Regions from separate parts of the Danio rerio genome. Here all the other regions are linked to region 2. Evidence: chromatin contacts called from public HiCAR-type data. All regions are on one chromosome and are shown on one strand. The core of a region is the stretch at or near the end of the contact, and the rest is flanking DNA. Distances in the headings are between cores, read along the strand shown. Region 1 overlaps lekr1 (Leucine-, glutamate- and lysine-rich protein 1). Region 2 overlaps tiparp (TCDD-inducible poly(ADP-ribose) polymerase). Region 3 overlaps lekr1 (Leucine-, glutamate- and lysine-rich protein 1).

Region 1 (4,736 bases), core at 1,662-4,161, 250 kb before region 2:
GAGACGAGACAGAGTTCACAAGAACGAGATGAGATTTTTACAAAATTTTTAAGAAATCTTCATATATGAAATATATGAATAGAAAATAGTTTTTTATTCAGCTGAAAAATAATCACAAATTGCAAAACTATTAGGTGCTATTTTTAAAATCAATTATTTTACTTCTATTTAAATAAATTCTATGTAGTAAAGCACATGAACACATTACAAAATATGTTTTTAATAGCATATGTGAAAACTAAAATATTTTAATAGCCTATGAAGTGTTTTTATATATAATTTTAAATATTGTGCGATGTTAATAGTTTGATTCAGGTCCTTCTGTACTGCTCTTCAATAATGCGGCAGCCGCTGAACTGGGTTGCCAGGTGTGTGGAAAGCACTTTATTTGCAGTTCAAATCCAATCCTGCCTCAGATCTTCAGTGCTAATTTCACCCTCTCACTCCATCATAACATCACACCTCACAAGACAACTTTTCATCTCAATGGGAAATCTCGTCATATTTTATTCTCGAGAGAACTTGTCATACAAAATCTTATCTGACCTCCAGCATTTACGATTGGCACTCACGAGAAAAATTTGAAATCTCAAAAAGCATACACAGCGGCCTCTGGAGGATTTGCGAAAACAAAACAGCAAAAAAACATACCTCCTGGGACATTTTTGGCACTTTCCAAAAATGTATAAGAGTATTTAATCAGAATGAGCCTGTGTTGTTTAAAACATGCTAAGAGCATTTGTTAATGATAACCAATTTAGTAAACTACTTTTAGAGAACTTACCTGTCAACCCTCCTGTTTTTCCCAGGATTCTCCCGTATTTCACAATTCTATACCGCTTTCATAACATAAAGGTATTTTCCTGTTTTTCTCCCATATTTTTAATCCTTCAATAAACAGCCAGTCCTCCCTATATGCAACCCATATCGCCAAACCACCAGGGGATGCCCCTTGCTCTTAAATGTGAAACTGTTCTGTGCTTTCATTTTATTTAGGCATGAAAACACTTTGAAATAAATATAAAACAGGAGCGATACGAGTGTCGTTGCCCCCCCACTGCAATCCTCTAAACAGTCAGTTCATGAAGCGGTGCTTAACTGTCAGCTGACATGCTGCATAGTAATAAATAGACCCAGTTTTCCAAATTGATTCTGTACAAGTGATTTGAAGCGAAGCGAAAGTCTGGGTTTTGAGTGCGTGTTTGAATGGTTTGAACAGAAAAATACACAAAATTAATAATAATATTACCTAAAGATGTCCATTTTGGTGTGTTTTCTTTCAAACACAGCTAATTTTGTCTTAAATGAGCATAAAAAGTTAGGAAAACAATCAAATGCTGTCATTATAATGTTAGATGTGTGCATTTTTAAAGTAACACCTCTGTTACTTAATGTAATCAAATGAAAAATCTAAATGAGAGATTTGTTTGTTGCTCTTTATTCAGAACGTTTAAGTTATACAGTGAAGAAAAGATTTATGAGATTTGATAGCTTGATTTTATTTCTTTATAATAGCTATTTATTTTAATTGTAATTTCAATTTAACTGTGTATTCCCAATGAAACTGCTCCAGATGAACATATTTAGTTATTTTAATATAATATTTATTTGGGGATATCCCTTATTTTCACATCCTAATGTTGACAGGTATGTTAGAAAAGAATGCTTATTATACAACATTATAATTATTCGGATTTCCCAGACATGCCGGAATAATCTGCAAAATGAACCAAACTTTGTGGCCGCGAGTCAAATGTTTGTTTAACCGAGACTATTAATATGCTAACAGGGGACTTTTGTGTGTCTGTGTGTATGAACGTGCTTTCGTTTAATGCCTGCCAGACTGTGTTTACATGTGTGTCTATCACTCAGTCAGTGTTTTATACTCATTAATTCATTATGACATTCTCAAACTCTCCAAGCTAGTCTAGCAGTTGTGTCACGTCGCATTTAAACATTTTATACACATGTACAGTTCACGCAAACCCACAGTCTCACTTATAATGTAATTTAGGCTTTTTGTCCTCTGCTCAAAAAAGTAGCACAAACAGAAAACTATATGTGTGTGTTGGTGTGTGATGGTTTCGGTGGTTTACAAGGATAGAAATTTGTATTATGACTAAGTATGACCAACATTATTAAGCTGGTTTGCTAAGAGATATCTCATAATTCAAACTGCTTAAAATGATACTTAACAGGGTGTTATTATATATTGCCTGTGAGGATTTGGTTTAGGGTGGGTTAGAGCCATATAATAAGCAGTTTTTACTATATAAAATGCATTACCCCTATATGGAGAGTCTTGTAAACTACCAAAATTAACGTGTGTTTGTGTGTGTGTTTAATTTAACCATTAGAAGTGTTTATTACAGGTTTTTACATTTAGATTACCTTTTAGTACAACAAACACTTATTTTAAGTTAACCATAAGCACATAATTATAATAAATACAAAATAAATTTAAAATAAATATAAAAAATAAATATAAAAATATACATACAATGCTTTTTAATGGTAGAGTAGTTTTAAAGTTGTCCATTTATTGTTTATTATTAATATGTTTCATAAAATGATAATTAATTTCTGGCTTATCAGCACTGGATAAGACTTATATTGCTATGTTAAATTTTGAATGTCAAAAGTGTGTCCTTATAAACCACATAAACATTGTCATACCTACGTCATACCCATTTCATTATAAAAATAAACGTGGTGAACCACATAAACAAGTACACACACTCACGCAACTCAACCCAGATAACTTCACACACTAACACAGGACTCCTCAGACAGACTCTCCCTCTGGCTCTCAGACTGACCTTCCTGTCGATCAGGACACAAGCACAAACCTTGCATGTCTGAGCACGACTGGTAATAAACGGGAAACTCAGCTCTCGTCTTTCTTCTTTTCTTGCTCTACGGCAGACGAGGCTCCCGAGGCCTAATGTTAAGCAGAGAAATCCCTGCATTGCTAAGTCGAATAACAATCAGTCTCTCGCCTTACGTCTCATTCTCCAATTTCTCCAATTCCCTCTCAAGGCCGAAACAGTATAGATTCCCCGCGGACGTCATCTGTCAACCGTTAAGACTTCTGCATCTCCACCCCACCCCCAAAGCCCACCCCAACTCACAAATATTTTTCTCCATCTCACGCCAATACTCCCCATCCTCTCCCGTCGGCTCCCAAAACACAAGTCTATAGGAGAAACAGGGGAGTTTGAGGGTCCCAAATGAGCTGTTGATGCTGGTTGGAGGATTGACGAGTGTCTAACGGAGGTTTGAAGATCTTTCTTCCTTTGTTTATTATGGTTGCCTGAAGGTTTCGCTGAGCTCTGTGACACACTGCTATCTGACAGCGGGTTAAGATAACCTTTTATTTCCCCTGGATCTCTGTGACACTAGAGATAAGAGCGAGGGGGAGAGGAAAAGGGAGAGAAAGAGAGAGAAAGCGATTATGAGATTAACGTGTTAAAGATGGACGTCTCTGTTTGGATGAAAACGTGATGGCTTGTCAGGTCAAGTGGACCTGAAAACAAGAACGCAGCTCTCTGTAACTTTCGCATGCTCAAGACATCAGACTTTCCCAAAGAATGGATTCGATTTGAAATAAAGAAATGATTGCTTTTGCTCATACTAGGCGTAACGGATTCAATAAAAATCCTGAATCAAAATTGTGGCACAAAAGAATAAAAAATAAATGATTTTTTAAATCCTGATATTTGACCTGCAACCTATGGCATTTGTGGACTTTCTTAGTCTAGAGAGCATTTTAATAATGTAAGAATACATTTTATTGCACAATAAAGAAGCATTTGTGGAACGAAAAGATTCACAAATGTTTTCAAAAAGCTTATAATGTTTTTTATATAATGACTTTATAGTATCATTAACGCTCAACTGAATGCATGACAACTTACAGTTTACATCTGCATTGCTCTTAGCCTTAATGTAAATGTAATGGTAAATAAATGTATTACTGCTATTAATGTATTCACAGTTCTATATACATATTAAAATGATGATGGTATGAGAACTAGATATTGATTTAAATAAGATTCAGTGTAATTTTATTTACATGTGAAAGACAGTATAAATTAAAATGTATATACAGTTGAAATGATTAAAGTCGAAATTATTAGCCCCCTGAAATATTAGCCCCCTCAATATATATATATATATATTTATATATATATATATATATATATATATATATATATATATATATATATATATATATATATATATATATATATATATATATATATATATATATATATATATATATATATATATATATATATAATGCTGTTTAAAATATTTTTTAATTGCCATTGCTATTTGCAAAAAGGCACACAAAATGTGTGACAGTGCATTCAGTGTAATAAACATGATTTGCATGTCACATTTAAATATGCAAAACAACTGTTTATTTTATAGACACAGCAATCAACATGATGTAAAACTGCTCTGCAAATTCTAACTGAAGTAAACATGTTGAATTTCGTTAGAATCTCACATGTAAAAAGTAAGTGTGAGAGTGAGTTTATAAAACGTGTATTTAATGAAAAATAAAATAAATAGTGTTCTGTTCCGGAACAGCAGATTTTGCAGGACACTTGGGGAAAGGGATACATTGAAACTATTCAACTACATGGATAAACATTTAAATAAAATTCATTAAAGTGGTGGCCCATAATGTATTTTTAAGGCTTGGTTGTGTTTCTAAGATGCAAAGC
Region 2 (4,546 bases), core at 1,593-4,092:
ACCAAAACTAAATTTGGAAAGAAGGAAAGAAAGAAATGCAAAAGCATATAACAGAACTCATTCATTCATTCATTCATTCATTCATTCATTTTGCTTCGGCTTAGTTGCTTGTTTATTAGGGGTTGTTTAATGCAGTGCATGCCCTTCCAGCTGTAACCCAGTACTGGCAAACTACCATACACGCTCACATGCACAAACATACGCAACAGCCAATTTAGTTTATTTAATTTACCTATTTACTTTATTCTTTGTGTACAAGCAGACACAGCCATTTAAAATTTTTTTTGGCTCGAGACTTCCGGTCTCATTCACTTCCATTCATTTTTAGAGGTTAAAAACAGTTTGTTATGCTGCTTGATGTTGCAAACTTATATTTCTTATTATATTATTTTACTTAGTCTTTATAAACATGCAAACACTTGTTTGTAGAGCAAGTAGTTTGACTGTTTACTGCCGTTTAGTATTCTTAGTCATTTCTCCCATAGGCAACTGATTCAGAAGTTCTAAAACAAAAACGAGTGCACTCCCATATCGCTAAATAAGGTCAATAGCGCATGTCTTTGGACTTTGGGGGAAACTGAAGCACCCGAAGGAAACCCACGCAAACACAGGGAGAACATGTAAACACAGAAATGCCAACTGATCCAGCCGGGACTTAAACTAGCTACTTTCTTGCTGTGAGTGCTAAACACTGAGTAAACATCTCACCCCATATTCAATGTATTGAATATTATATATTCTATAAATAAAACTGAAATGACACCTTTTCACAAAATCACCCATTCAGAATTGCCTAGCTTAACAATTTACTGGAATTGAAAATAAATATTAAATAATTAAACAATTGTGTGTTTTTAATTTAAATGTGTTTTCGCAATTTAGAAATAGGGTCGCTTCATAAGATTTTTGCTGTTGTTTTGAATTTTTTGGTCATTCACTATGTAAAAAAACAGTGTGAGAAAGTGAGTGAATGTTTCGACAAACTTATCATTCCAGAAAACTATTCTTTTAAGATCAAGACCCCAAAATCGACCGAAACGATCCCATCTCACTTTTTCATAGAAAAAGACACACATTATGTCCTCTCGACTGGAACACCGTGGGCTTCAATCATACACACCCAGGATCAGTCTAACGCAGCGTGTTCGGGACAGCCTGTCTTTCACAGACAGTTCCGGGCACACAAACACACATTCTGCCCAAGCACACGGCCTCCGGCTCAGCCAACGTAAAACCCAACAGATAGACCATCTCCCGTGCTGTAGACCAGAACAAAACAGTTTCAGTACTTCCATCTGGCCGTCAGAGCCAAAGCACTAGATAACACCAGTCCAATAATAACAGCCAAACGTAACCATTTGAAGGCGTTAATGTCCTTCAGAACACAATTGTTACTCACAAATCCAGCATCAGGAGAACTGTTTGTGTTATCGCATGTCTGGAAAACATTCATTGGCTCAGAGGGGAAAAGCCAACATGGAGAGAACAGAACTGATGGCTCTGGAAAAAAAAAGCTAAAGAAATCGAAGCTAGCAACTTTATGTTCGCTTACACGGCAACATACTAAAAATACATTAGACAACGTTGTCAAAAATGATCCTCATTCTCACAGATCTGCAGAAAACGACACAACAACATCAACAGTTTCTCTAGAAACACTAGTTTCGTAGTGAGATTTTTTTTTCCTGTTTTTTTTTTATTCTGTTAATCAAGAGGGCATTTAATGAATCTAAAATTAATGTTAAATTTTTAAATATTTATACAAAATTGAAATAACTACTTATTGAATACATATTGTATGTAGTTTCAAATTAAAATAACATTTTAGTAACATTTTACTATTTTACCATTTATACTGTATTTTTGATTAAATAAATGCAGCCTTGGGGATTTTTAAAACATTTAAAAATCATGTTGATTCCAAACTTTTGATGGGTAGTGTATGTTAAAGTGAAGATGTTTTGACTGCATCTCGCTGATTGGTTATATCTTCGAAAATTTCTAGGACACAAATTTGACAATTTATGAAACATGGGAAGAGCATAAAAAACAAAAATCCCTGCTAAGACTAGGATGATTTTAAGCTAAATGGTCTCCTATTCTTGTCAATTCAATGTTTATAATATAGTTTAGCTATATTATATGTTTTTGCCACTATAAACAAGTCTTTTTTATTCATATTATAATTAGTTATATTACAATCATGCTATTATTTTACTTGTATTATTTTGGTTCATGTTTTTATATAATATTTAAAAATAACTTCAGTAAAGCTTTATTTCAGTTATTACTACTACTCCTATTTTTAATTACTACTAGTAGTTTTAATCAAGAAGTCAAAATGTTTAAGTAGATAAAATCATTTAATGGTTTAATAGAATGTGGCACGTTGACAATTCTAAAAAGCCTTGGACAAAACATAGCTCTTTTTCTCAGGAGAAAGCGTGAGAAGCAGAAAACATTTGTGACAATTGAGAAATTCCTCATTTGTATCTTTCCTCACTTGTAAGAAGCAGAAAAGGTTTTACTGAATGACACAAATCTTTTTCCTGAAAGCAGCTGAGCCGAGAATAAGGGAAACAACATGATCAGACCCCCTAGAATTTATGTACAAAATGTCCGCCCTGACATACCAAAATAAAAGCACTGTGCCTAACACAACAAACATTCACTGATCCACAGATGCAAAACTCAAGACGGGCCAGAGCTGGAGTTTCTTAACCGAACTGCAGCCACTTGTGAGTTTCACAACCCAAATCTCCTTCTGCAGGAATCACTGTGTTGCTAGTTTCGCTCCAGGGTGCTGCTGACTCATGCTTAGTCATCTGCGCTCAATACAGCAGCAGAGATACGCTCGACAGTGCCAACATCTGTCCTCAGGGCACGGGGACTGAGAAGGGTAGTGTGTGTGGACACCGCACTTTCCCTCCACCTGCATCTAAAGCAGGAGCAAACAAAAGCCATTAGCGAGAAACGATGGCTATCACTTCCCCAAGTGAAAACATCAACAACAAAACAGACGAGAGAAAACTGGTTCTTGGTAAATGAACAAGCTCTTTAGAGCTTAGTCTGTTTCTTTCTGTTCTTTCTCTTCTCAATGCTTGTTCTTTGTCCAGAACTCTCTGCTTGTACAATGAGGTACAATAATGAAAGAACAGGGCATTCTGGGATTACGGAGGAATGGGTAGAGAAGTGACTGCACCAGGAGGTAAAGACAACATGAAATGAGATTGAGTCAAGAGAATTACACCGCGTCTCAGAACAGATAGAGCTCTCTCGGTACTCCATTTGTGTCATTTATTACATCATTTTGCAGATGTAATTATCTATAGCAACCTGTAAAGCCGACAATGGAAAGTATCGTAGCGTAGCTTCCATTTCACGACATGGTGCGCTTTTACACAAACACATGTGAATTTGTGTAATGCTGATCAGCTCATGTTACCTTTTTCTTTTGGGAGTGCATCAAGGTATGCGACACCCAGTAAGATGTGTTTCTCTGCAGCGCGCACACACATACACACACATTTGTGGCGGCTTTCCTGACAAGCTAGGATTCACAGTGGCTCACCCACACACACTTTTCATTTTCACACAAGTGCTCGCTTCTTTTTCAAGCATGGCATGCCGAACCTGAGTCGACCACCTGTGCACTGGGTAACCATGGAGACCATTATCCATCAGAGCGCCTGACGGACTGAGTAATAGCATGGTGACAACAATAGAAATCCCAGTGTCCCCTTACCCTGCCTCACAGACAAAACTGCGGTCAGCCCATACACACACAGGACCACCAGACAGCTTCAAACCTCTTGTCCTTTATGCCTCTTTCCCTCTCAAACACTAAAAATAATCTCCCAGCCATTAAATTAAGTGCAAACACTGATTCCCTCTGCACTCATCAGCACAACCTACTTATGAAGCTCTAGAATTATCTAGTCCATCTCTGTGGCTCAATTCTGAAAGTAGAAAAAAATGAGTGGACACAAAGGATTCAATCTGATCTACATAGAAGAACATGAATGGGTAGCCAATAATCAGGATGCACAGAGTGTAATTAAATGGTGTTAAGGAAAACACAGAGAAGAAGAGAGAGATGAGCTGTGGATAAGCCAGTTTTACCTCTCTTTATCTCTCCCTTACCTGTGAGGTGGAGTCACGGGTGAATAACCTGTTCTGCTCTTCCTGTAAGCCCGGCTAAAGCGCTCCGTCACTTTGATGTCCCCCTGACCCAATCATAAGGCAGTGTTCATCGTCACGGTGACCATGACCTGTAACTGCCTGATGATTCACGCTGAGATCAGCCAGTACACACACACCCTCATTTGACTTGGTTAGATATAAAAGGACAGGGAGCAACGAGCATTTAAAAACATTATCCAGCGATGATAAATTGCCTTGAATAAACTAAATAAAGTAAATTATTACACTACGGTAACCTTTAAAAGCCAGTTTAACAGTAAAAGAAGAAGTCAAAGTCAAAGCATTTACGAAAGCCAGCAAATACTCTGCAGGTAAACAAACCTTTGGCCATTACATGACTTAA
Region 3 (5,008 bases), core at 1,370-3,869, 180 kb before region 2:
TTTAATACTTTTTAAGACCCCACAGACACCCTGAAACAAGCACATGGATCAGACATTGTGCTTGAGATTCTGCTTTATGATCTATTTGTCAATGTTGGCGGCGGACCGAAGTCGAATATACCAAACCGTATTACATAAAATTTGTCGTGTGTACTTTTCTAATTTCATTTTTTCATTTTCTTCTTGGCTTAGTCCCTTTATTAATCCGGGGTCGCCACAGCGGAATGAACCGCCAACTTATCCAGCACATTTTTACACAGCGGATGCCCTTCCAGCCGCAACCCATCTCTGAGAAAACTTTTCTAATTTAGTTGCTAATATTTAAAAATAACTAGAAAACATTCTTTTGAAACATTAATTAATCATAGGCTCAGAAACTCATTCTGACATAGCCCTATAAACATTTCTGGAGATCGTGAATTATGTAGCCAGAGCTATGGATGGGTGCATTTAATTTTTAAAATGAACGCTAAGGAGCGGTATGACGCTGTTCCTTTTCACTCTTCACCAAATGAACACTTACCTTCGTATGGACAATTTTCGCGCTGTTACCAGTTTGTCCCATTAGCTAGCCATGTAGATCAGCGGACATGAGACTCAGAGAGGAGTTGTCCATGACGACAGGGTTTGAGTCTGGTTAACGATTCCAGAAAGCAGTTAAGAAGAAACAGAAGCCAAAAAATCTAATAAACAGTTAAATAACAGTTTGAGAATGGGTACACATGGTAAAAATCAGGCGAGGGCTTTTCTTTATCTATATTGCTTTTAAAAATTGTTAGTTAGGTTTAGGGAAGTGGGTGGGCGAGTCAGTTGGTGATTTTGAAAATACTATTGGTTGGGTTTAAGGAAGAAGAAGAGGGAGTCAGTCGATCATCTGTCAGTCAGTCCTTCAGTCAGTCAAACAGTCAGCAGCCTCTGCTGGATTTACGCGAGAAGAGCAGGTGCAAATGGCACTCGCAAGAGAAAGTTGAGATCTCAAAAATTTGAGAAAACAAAAACTGCAAAAGAATGGCTCCTGGGGCATATTTGGTGGTCTCCAGAAATGTATATAGTGGTACATTTTCAGTATGAGCCCAGGTTGTATTTAATGATTCAGTATCATTTTACACATGTTCTAATGAACTTACTATAGTAAAAGCATAAACAATCCCATTTATAACACAATGGAGATCAATGCTGAAAACACTAGTCAAGCTGCTCTTGGCTTGATTTGCTGGTCGATGTCTTGTGCATTGTCCTCTATCTGTTAAGTAGCAGCATTTACATTTTAAAAATCTGATTCATTTACAACAATTGATTTTAGTTGGCTTTTTTGTAGCTCCTCAATTAAACAATTAAACAAATGGCTATGTTAAATATGATGATCTCCGTCAAAATCATTTATTCCAATCAACTCCCCATCATTCTCTCTCTCATTTCAGATAGGATTGGGTGCCAAACCAAAGGTTTCCATGGGCGAACTTTGCACCGCGGGTAATAGTAGTTGAACGGTTTTCTGCCGTTTATTATTCCCTGACATTTCTCTCATAGCCTGAATTGGAAGTTCTAAAACAAAAACAAGCACACTTCTGCATCACAAAATGAGGTCAATATCTAGAAATGGCATGTTAATGCATTTCTGCTTCAATCAATCAACCAAATAATCAATCAATCAGTCAGTCAGTCAGAGTCAGTCAGTCAGTCAGTCAGAGTCAGTCAGTCAGTCAGTCAGTCAGTCAGTCAGTCAGTCAGTCAGTCAGTCAGAGTCAGTCAGTCAGTCAGAGTCAGTCAGTCAGTCAGTCAGAGTCAGTCAGTCAATTCATCAACCAAATAATCAATCAATCAGTCAGTCAGTCAGAGTCAGTCAGTCAGTCAGTCAGAGTCAGTCAGTCAGTCAGTCAGTCAGTCAGTCAGTCAGTCAGTCAGTCAGTCAGTCAGTCAGTCAGAGTCAGTCAGTCAGTCAGTCAGTCAGTCAGTCAGTCAGTCAGTCAGTCAGTCAGAGTCAGTCAGTCAGTCAGAGTCAGTCAGTCAGTCAGTCAGAGTCAGTCAGTCAATTCATCAATCAATAAATCAATCAATAAGAAAGGAAATTTAGACCACAGACCTACAATGTGACAACAATACTGACATACAATACTGACATTTCTTCTCATATTTTTCTTCCTCTGTCATTTGTTTACTAATTTTTATACCTTTCAACTCTCATCTCGTCTGCCCCTCATGTCTCATAACCGTGGAAAGCAGACAGACAGGTAGCAGCGCATAATTGTAGCACCCACACCCATATCAGTTTGGCCTTTACCCACGCACATACTGTACAGTTTGTGCATTTCTGCACACAAACAGGCTGTCTTTCGAAAAGGAGCAAAACCTGCATGAACAAACAGACACTTATGACTTATGCTTTCTGTTGATCTGACTGGAGAATAGCGTGGTAAAATACGCACATTTAGAAATATGCATCTGACTACGCATGCATGCTGAAAGACAGGTAGAGGGAGGCAGGAAAAGCGAAGCCTAAACACTCCTTAGGCTACTGTAAACAAAATACCTGTCCGTTGGTTCAAAGGATTCTAGCCTTTTGTACTCATTCACCTCTCAGTGACACACGCACGCACACACTTGCTGGAATTTGGCAGCTTTGTGGAACGTGCAACAGGCAGAAGAAGGGCGGTTCCAAACGTCTGCGCGCACACACCCCACAGGGTGAGTGAGAGGTTAACTCACCCTACGGCACCCAAATCATCTGCTAACCAAAACTATGCTGAGCGACGCATAACAAGTACGCTTGTGTTATTGTCAGTGCATTAAATCATTTGCATAAAGATGTTTGAACCAAACAAACGCCTGCAAATATACTCTTAACATATATGTGCAAACATGCAAATCACAACTAGGTTGGTTTGTAAAAACTGAAACATAGATTTGGCTATCTTGATGTAAACACACGACAGAATTTGAAAGAAATTTCACAGGCAAAAAAAAAAACACCAATTGTCTTTTGAGGCAGCTCACACAGAAGTCCATTTAAAAGCATGCTGATTCTGATTGCTGACACTGCAAATTTGCATTACTTGAACATAATTTGAGTTCAGATCACCATTTACTCAGTCTTTACTTGTTTCAAACCTTCATTACTTTCTTTCTTCTGTTAAACACTTGATATTCTGAAGAATGCTGAAAACCTGTTACCATTGACACACATATATATATATATATATATATATATATATATATATATATATATATATATATATATATATGATGAAGTCAGAATTATTAGCCCCCCTGTTTATTTTTCTTTTCTGCAATTTCTGTTTAACGGAGAGTTTTTTAACATATTTATAAACATAATAGTTTTAATAACTCATTTCTAATAACTGACTTACTTTATCTTTGCCATACAGCTTAAAGTGACATTTAAAGGCTTAACTAGGTTAATTAGGTTAACTAGGCAGGTTAGGGTAATAATGCAAGTTATTTTATAGTGATTGTTTTTTCTGTAGACTATCAAATAATATATAGCTTAAAGGGGGTAATAATTTTGTCTTTAAAATGGCGTTTAAAAAATTAAAAACTGCTTTTTATTTTAGCCGAAATAGAACAAATAAAACTTTCTCCAGAAGAAAAAATATTATCAGACATACTGTGAAAATGTCCTTGCTCTGTTCCATTTGGAAAATGTTTGAAAAAGAAATAAAAGTCAAAGAGAGGCTAACAATTCTTAATTCAACTGTATATATATATATATATATATATATATATATATATATATATATATATATATATATATATATATATATATATATATATATATATATATATATTAGAGCTGCACAATTAATGGAAAAAAGATCGCGATCTCGATTCGACCCCCTAGACGATCTTAATCCAGCATTTCTACTATTCTGTCAATCATATTTTCAAGTTCAGGAGAGAAGAAAAGGCGGCCGCACAAGTCTTTTCATTGTTTCACACATGTTGCTCAGTGACATGGACAACTCCAAATGATGTTGAGTGAGTCACATACTGTATTTATAAGGTAAAATTTAACTAAAAATGTCATTTTTGTCTTCATAAAATGTTTTCGCAGGCGAGAAATCACTCGTGACGTGAGCTGCTGACCATGAGCTGTTATCACAGAGAGGGCGCACGCCACTAATAATAGACGCACGCGCGTCTACTTGAAGTGAATAGAAACTGCATGCACTGTTAACAGATAATACTGTTGTAAATAATATTCAGTTTGTGGTACAAAGTGATCGTTTAAGAGCCGCGCGCGAAGTATGCGCAAGCACTTAGCAGTCAAAATGTAATTGAAAGTGTGCACATCTTTAAAATAATCATATCGTAATTTAGAGTTCTGATTACGACAAGCATTTGATATGTTATTTCTTTTATAACGAACAGAGTTGTGCATGAAAATAAATATTTACAATGTCAGTATAACTACTCTAGCCTTTAATGTTGAATATAATCTGATAATGACAAATTTTTACAGGCAAATATGTCAAACATAATATTTCAACATCAGAATTAATATAAGTAGAATAGAACTAATAATAGAAACCAGTAGACCTACACATAATATTATTATTGATGTTTTGCCGTATGTTTGTTTTTACCATACCTTTATTTTACATCTGTAGAATCGTGAGAAAATTGTGATCTTTATTTTAAGCCAGAAATTTGCGATTCTCATTTTAGCCAGAATCGTGCAGCTCTAATATATATATATATATATATATATATATATATATATATATATATATATATATATATATATATATATATATATATATATATATATATATATATATAAACTGTTTATATACAGTATATATATACACAGTATATATATATATATATTACAGTTATACAGTTGAATTTCGGTCATGAGATCGTAGCATTTAAAAGAAACTCTAGACGCATGCACTTGATCACTGTTACTCTGATGAAGGCAGCTCTCTGTCGAAATTTTTAAAGATTAGTTATATGAATAAAGGTTTTTTAATATTTTTTTCACATC

The links. HiCAR-type assays count read pairs that join an accessible place to other places.
Region 1: a contact with region 2 is called in a HiCAR-type map of caudal fin, with 5 times the contacts expected there. The contact joins two enhancer-like sites. A contact is called at or near these places in 1 of 18 Hi-C or Micro-C datasets (an unstated tissue) and 1 of 4 datasets of contacts at active chromatin or transcription factors (caudal fin).
Region 3: a HiCAR-type map of caudal fin shows a contact between it and region 2, with 5 times the contacts expected there. The contact joins two enhancer-like sites.

Annotation. Positions count from the first base shown.
Region 1 is chr18:37,772,941-37,777,676 of GRCz12tu, reverse strand. All of the region lies in intron 7 of lekr1 (Leucine-, glutamate- and lysine-rich protein 1), which reads right to left. Among named protein-coding and RNA genes, the nearest start is that of lekr1, 190 kb to the right of the region's middle. Within about 2 kb of position 2,911, at least 7 of the 62 cell types and tissues checked have an H3K27ac peak or open chromatin away from gene starts, as enhancers often do. A contact at or near this core is called in caudal fin, where this site is marked.
Region 2 is chr18:37,527,932-37,532,477 of GRCz12tu, reverse strand. All of the region lies in intron 2 of tiparp (TCDD-inducible poly(ADP-ribose) polymerase), which reads right to left. Among named protein-coding and RNA genes, the nearest start is that of tiparp, 14 kb to the right of the region's middle. Within about 2 kb of position 2,842, at least 22 of the 62 cell types and tissues checked have an H3K27ac peak or open chromatin away from gene starts, as enhancers often do. A contact at or near this core is called in caudal fin, where this site is marked.
Region 3 is chr18:37,706,487-37,711,494 of GRCz12tu, reverse strand. All of the region lies in intron 5 of lekr1 (Leucine-, glutamate- and lysine-rich protein 1), which reads right to left. Among named protein-coding and RNA genes, the nearest start is that of lekr1, 130 kb to the right of the region's middle. Within about 2 kb of position 2,619, at least 14 of the 62 cell types and tissues checked have an H3K27ac peak or open chromatin away from gene starts, as enhancers often do. A contact at or near this core is called in caudal fin, where this site is marked.